Regions from separate parts of the Mus musculus genome. Here region 2 is linked to region 1. The links are chromatin contacts, called in public Hi-C maps. All regions are on one chromosome and are shown on one strand. The core of a region is the stretch at or near the end of the contact, and the rest is flanking DNA. Distances in the headings are between cores, read along the strand shown. Region 1 has its middle 14 kb from the start of Gm31928. Region 2 has its middle 230 kb from the start of Gm32171.

Evidence for each region. A called contact is a pair of places that touch in the nucleus more often than the background predicts.
Region 2: a contact with region 1 is called in a Hi-C map of pre-B cells, with 3 times the contacts expected there. The contact joins two enhancer-like sites. A contact is called at or near these places in 1 of 484 Hi-C or Micro-C datasets (pre-B cells) and 1 of 115 datasets of contacts at active chromatin or transcription factors (large pre-B cells).

What each region holds. Positions count from the first base shown.
Region 1 is chr9:32,614,595-32,617,840 of GRCm38.p6, forward strand. No RefSeq gene overlaps it. Among named protein-coding and RNA genes, the nearest start is that of Gm31928, 14 kb to the right of the region's middle. Within about 2 kb of position 1,562, at least 67 of the 459 cell types and tissues checked have an H3K27ac peak or open chromatin away from gene starts, as enhancers often do. A contact at or near this core is called in pre-B cells, where this site is marked.
Region 2 is chr9:33,481,684-33,484,929 of GRCm38.p6, forward strand. No RefSeq gene overlaps it. Among named protein-coding and RNA genes, the nearest start is that of Gm32171, 230 kb to the left of the region's middle. Within about 2 kb of position 1,753, at least 42 of the 459 cell types and tissues checked have an H3K27ac peak or open chromatin away from gene starts, as enhancers often do. A contact at or near this core is called in pre-B cells, where this site is marked.

The DNA.
Region 1 (3,246 bases), core at 312-2,811:
TAACTTGAGCAGCCCTCCTTGAGCACGGTCCAGAGAGAGCATTTTCTGAATGAGGTTAGGTGCATTGGATGCATGGAACAAGGGTCATCCCGGCCTCCCCAGGGGCCAACGGCCACATTGCTGCACTCTGGTCAGGAGCTTCCGTGTTTCCCGGGGGTTGAGTTCAGACAGAACTTGTTTGGGGTTTATGGCTTTTTAATGAATCTTTCCATCTCTTTTTATTTTTGTAGAAGCATTAATAAAACACAGTATCTGTGCGCTAAAAACAGTCCAAAAATCATGCCTATTTTACTGGAAAAGAGGCATTTTTTGTTTGTTTGTTTGTTTGTCTTTAATTAAAATAGGGTCTCATGCAGCCTGCGATAACCTTACTATGTAGCCAAGGATGACCTTGAAGCCCTGGCCCTCCAGCTTCTATCTCCTGAGTGTCAAGACTACTGAGTGCTGGGATTTTGAGCATGCATGACCACACCTGATTTTTGTAGCACTGGGATTCGAACCCAAGGCTCTGTGGTACCAGGTGAGTACTCTGACAGTTGACATCTGGAAATCCCTATCAAAGTTCAGAATGTAAAGGGCTCTTCCCACCACACCCACCCCTCTGGGTGCTGAGCTCTGCTCTCTCTATTTTGTTCTGTAGATGAAGGCTCTGCCCTGGTCAGAGAGGTGAAGTAACTTGCTCAGAAACACACAGCAGCAGGAGGGTGAAATGCTTTCCAAGCAGTTCAGGTTTCCTTGATAACAGAGGCCAAGTTCTGTCATTTCCACACTAGGCAAGCCTCACCACTGAGCTCCACTCCCAGCCTTCCCAGGAATTTTTATCTGGGTGTTCTTCAAGAGTTTCTTCATTAAAGCTTTCCCTTTCATCGTTGCAATTCTGTTTGAGTTTGCTCCCGGCTCATCCCCCTTTTCCAGGCCTTAGGTTTCTCATTTTGGCCACCAATACCTACAGACCAAGACGCCTCAGAGCGAAAGACAGGGGAGGGTCTTTCAGACCCGAGATCTGAAACAGTGATGTTTCAGAAACATGAACAGCAGCCATGAATGTAGCTACCCTCACTATCTGTGGTTTTGCTTTCCATAATTTCAGTTACCTATGGTCAACCACAGTCCGAAGATATAAATGGAAAATTCCAGAAGTAAAATTTTAAAAATTGTTAAGTTATAAATAACTGTGTTATAGAGTATGCTATGGCAACCATTCTATTGTATTATAAGTTACTGATGTTAACCTCTTACTAATTTATAAACAAAACTCTACCCTAGGAATGTATGTATGGACTACCATACCATAAACATAGGATTCGGCAGCATCAGACTGTGAGGCAGATATAGGTAGATACAGAATGTACTGAACAGGGTTTTGTTGGTCCAGCATAAGTAGCCTTTTGACTTTGTTTTCTTCCTTCAGAGTCTGGTGTCTAGGAGCCATAAGTACACACATCAACAAATATTTGCTGTGTTCTTCTGTGTGTTGGCTGGGATGATTACGCTGTGGTGACAGGTGCCAAACCTCAGTTGTCACGCAGTCAGTGACACTTCCTACTCTCGCTGTGTGAACGCTCTGGGCTGGCAGGGGTGGGGGTGGAGGGCTTTGCTCGGATCAGGCTGAAAAGCAGCTGCCACCCTGACACGTGCCAGAGGATAAAAACACAAAGGCTGAAATTCTTCAGCTTCTGCCAGAAGTGAATCAATTAGTGAAAGCAAGTCCCGTGTCCATCAGAGGCCTCCCCAACTTCAGGGCAAGGAAGTAGGGATTCTGGTGCAAACTCTGATGGGAATATCTGGTGATAACATCTCATGTGCCTAATGTTGGGTCAAGTATTACTGAAGAAATAATTAAGAGTCTCAATGTTGCCTGAAAGAAACTTGCTACTAGACTAGGACACATCATCTCCGAGATGACTGTAGAACACTATGAAGTAGTATAAGGTCCTGTTCCTTGTCAAGCCACATAGGAGGGACAGGACAACTTCAGATGGTGCTTGCAGTCCTGAGAAGGCAATTGAATAGGAGACTCAGACCTGGAAAACATGTCTTAAGTAATGAAAGGTTTAAACAGAAAGGCTAGCTACATAGCTTACAAGATAAAAAGACTCCTTAGTGTTGATGGCTTTTGTTACCTTAACTCTGCATCATCTAACTCTTTGCAAGACTCCCTTGAAAACTTGTATCAGCTTGTTTCTTCCTTTGATAAGCTACAAGCTTATTTTAAAAGCAGAATCTTCCTTATCTTTGATTGTCAGTTCTTATCTGGTATCTAGGGCACAGAAGGGTGTGTGACTTGTTGTTTGGGTGAGCTAATCTTGCTGAGCTATCTTGAAACAGGGTCTGCAGGAGAAAAGTGCACCCAGATCCTGAGACCACCCACAGAAGCATCCTCGGCAGGCCGGAGACCCAGGATCACTTCTGCTCTTTCTTTACCAACCAAGCTGCCTTTACCTACGCTCACCATATACCTTCTCTTCCTAGGACATCTTCTTTCAGATATGGGCTTTCTCAGGAAGGAAAGGTTCCAGTCTTCTAAAATAGCAATTGCTTATAGATGACATCTTGTCCGTGCAGCAGAGTCGGTCAAGAACACCAAGAGATGTGAATGTTTAATACTTGGAGATTGCTACACTGTGGGTTTCTCCAGTTTACTGCTGCTGGTGACTCTGTGGAAACAGACCCCCCTCTTCAATTAAATCTACCAGCAGAGGAGGGCTAGGACACAGGTGTTTTGACTCCTCTCTTTCAACTCTGCTCTCATAGATGGAGGTTGCCATTTAAACTTGTTGATGAAGCTCACATTGACCTTGCATTTGCCCTTGAATTGGGACAATATTTAAAGCAACACAGAAACAACCAAAAGGAGACCGAAATAACGTGGTTTCTATGGTAAGAGGTGAACAATACCACAGTCAATACAAACAGAAGCTCTCACAGAAACCTCAGCTGACCAAGAACATTTAACTTCTGTAAATGACATCTGGGCCACGTGGGTGGGGCTTCGAATCCCCTCGAGGCTGGCCAGCTAGTCACACTGCCATGAGGGGGGACTTGTTGAGCTTCAGTAGGCACTGTCACTGTTTTGTGGGCATCTATCTGAAGTCAGTTCCAGTTCAGCTCAGAGCTGTACCTGATTTCTGAGCTCCAGGCTTGCTACCTGTAAGGTAGGGTAAGGATTATAGTATATTTGTCCAAAATATCAAAAACAAGAGTGGAAATGTGGGACAAACTGCCATGTCAGACCCAAGAGATTAT
Region 2 (3,246 bases), core at 503-3,002, 870 kb after region 1:
TGAACATAAACTAAGCTCAAATGAACAACAAAATTCAGGGAAACATAAAGTAATAGGTGACAAAATATTCTCCATTGGAGAAATGACTCAGTGGTTAAGAGCACTTGTTCTTGTAGAGGAGGTGGCTTCAGTTGTGAACACTTTCTGTCATTTGTCCACTTGACACAAACCTAGGTGTGACTAAAAAGATGAAACTTCAACTAAAAAAAAAATGCCTCTATCAGATTGCCTGTAGATGGTAATGCATTTTCTTAACTAGTGATTGATGAGGGAAAGCCCATCCCATGGCGGGCAGTGCTACTCCTGAGGAGGTATTCCTGAGTTGTGTAAGAAAGCAGACTGAGATTGGAGTAGCCTTCCTCAATGGCTTTTCCTTCAATTTCTGGCTCCAGTTTCTTGCCTTGAGTTCTTGCCCTGATTTCTCTCTGTGATAGACTGAGACCCGAGCATTGGAAGATGAAATAAATCTCCTCTTCTCCTTCCTCCTCCTCTTCCTCTTCCTCTTTCCCTTCCCCTTCCTCTTTCTTCTTCTTCTTCTTCTTTCTTCTTCTTCTTCTTCTTCTTCTTCTTCTTCTTCTTCTTCTTCTTCTTCTTCTTCTTCTTCTTCTTCTTCTTCTTCTTCTTCTTCATCCTTCTTCAGAACTGAAGTTTCACATTCTTCTTCTTTGGGAACAGAACTTTCACATTTGAGTCTAAGGTCAGAATTTAAAACGTCAAAAAGGATGCAACTGACCAGCTTCAAGTCAGGAGGAGGACCTAGATAAAATGAATGAAAACAGGTGAAACTTGAAGCAAATTGGAGCAGATTTCAAAACTGTTAGGGGCTGACCAGTCACATAATGATAGAAATTAATTTATGTACAGTATCACACTTAATGTGGAAACATTTTGAAATGCAAGTTTTAAGTTGCCAGACACATGATGTGATTTCCACCTTAATGATGGCAAATGTGACTCCCAGAGCTGTTGAAAGTCGTGTTGAGCTACTACACAGGCAGCTATGGGTCATCCAGTCAGTTACTTTACCAGCATGTCAGTGACCTCCCTTGATAAAAGTGCCCTGCATAGGCATCATGAAGGAAGGAGGGAGGGAAGGATTGAGGTTGTAGCAAAGGCGGATTGACACTAATCGCTTACATGACATCACCAAAGGAAGGATTGAAAATGAAGACCTAGGTTATGAATGGGATCAGCTGCTTCCTGACCCAGAGATTGTTACCTGTGGTCCAGCAATCACATGTTCACTTTTGCCATGGTTTCTTTAAGTTTTGTCATTACTGTCAGTGACAGTACATGAACTGTTCCACATAGCCTGGGACCTTCTTTAGCAATCGGGAGACTGTGGGTTTTAGCATCCTGAATGTCTATTTCCTGGGCCTCTTGCTTCCTTTGGGACTGCTCTTCGCAAATGTCTGTGGTTTCCGACAAAAATCAAGTTTCCCTGCTTTCCAGAGTTCTTAGACCCGCTGAGCTTTTCAAACTATAGTTTAAGCTAAATGTTATCCCATTTCAGTCTCCAAGGAAGTGGAAAATTCCTCCAGAGGAGAGTCATTATATACAGACATGGATGCCTTGGCTCTTCTGAGCCAGCTGCTGGATAAACCTGTGTGAGAAGCTTTAATGCAATGTGAACTTTAACGTGACAATTAATGCTGGGACCTTTTCTCTGAGGCAATTAACTTCCTCTTTTCTGTCTAACTGTGGCTTCAGCACTGACTGCAGGCAGGAAATGAATGTCACCAGTACTGTCACAGTCAGTCAACCTAGACTTGCACCACCTGGGCCTTTCAATCCACTGTTACTTTGCATCTTTGATGCTTAGTAAACTCAAGATTTCCTCCAGGTGCTATGATATGTAGAAGAGAAAACATCCAGGAGCATCGCCAAAGCAAGCAGAGTTCTCAGCATCCAGAGATGCCACCAAGGTACATTTCTAAACTGGCATCTTCTGGATGCCCTCAACAGAGAAGTGAAACTATATATTCTCATACTTCTGTCTCTGTATGTAGTGCTTTGAGCTTGGATGTTTATGTTAATGTCAGGAAGATATTTTTTCTGCAGTAGTAGATGAGATAAACAGAATAAACAAATTTAAAACCCATTACCCGGTCAGGAATGTCAAGAGGAATACAACCTGGAAATAACTCTGAATTGATTTTGAGATATACTGAACTAATAAAAGGAAAGGAAAAGAAAAGAAAACACAGAAAAGAGGGCACAACATATATAAGCCTTGTGTACTGAAAGGGACAGGTAGTACTGTGGTATAAGCCTCCAGTCTAAGCTAAAGTGGCAAAGATAACTAGTTGTTTTTCACCGAGAAGGATGGGGGACAGTAGGAAGTACAGTATGAAGTTCAAGTATTCCTTCTATGACTTTTATGAAGTCCTGTAAGAAACAGAGAAAACATGCTTTGTTTTTTAAAAGGGGAAAAAAGGCGGGGCGTGGTGGTGCATGCCTTTAATCCTAGCACTTGGGAGGCATTGGCAGGCAGATTTCTGAGTTCGAGGTCAGCCTGGTCTACAAGGTGAACTCCAGGACAGCCAGGGCTATACAGAGAAACCCTGTCTCGAACAACCAAAAAAAAAAAAAAAAAAAAAAAGGGAAAAAATAGAATTCTAGAAATCACCGTGAAAGTTGCTTAAAGCAAATTAAGGGTGCCTGCACACACAATCTATAGGATTTTTTACTCTACTAGGTCAGTAGTGATGGCACCAGATGGTACCTAGTTAGAAGGAAAATCTTAGGTCCTATCCCAGAGCATCTGAGTCAGATTCGATTTTTAAAGACCAATTACAAGACAGCCATCAGGTCTAGATAAGCTCCAAGTTTATCTGTAGGTTAGATAGCATTAGTGCTAAGCAATGCTTTTGGTATGGTTTTGTTTTTAAGAATGACTGTCCAGCCTACAAGGCTAGTGATTTTAAGCTATTTTCTGTTGCTCTTCTGGTTCTTTCTCAAGCTTTTTGCATGCATGTGTAAGAAGACCAGTGATATTGAAATGTATTACTAGCCTGGGGTCAAGCCTGGGGTTATGACATTGCTCACACACACACACACACACACACACACACACACACTCACACATACACAAATAGAATAAAAAATGAGTGCTGTTAAAATTTGGTTTTAAAATTATGTCTCTATACTGTTTCTTCATCCCACAGGTCTCCCCTTCTTCCTTAATTTCATGATAAGTAATTGTGCTTGGATTAGATATTGAAAGACTCGATGGATGTAACATCA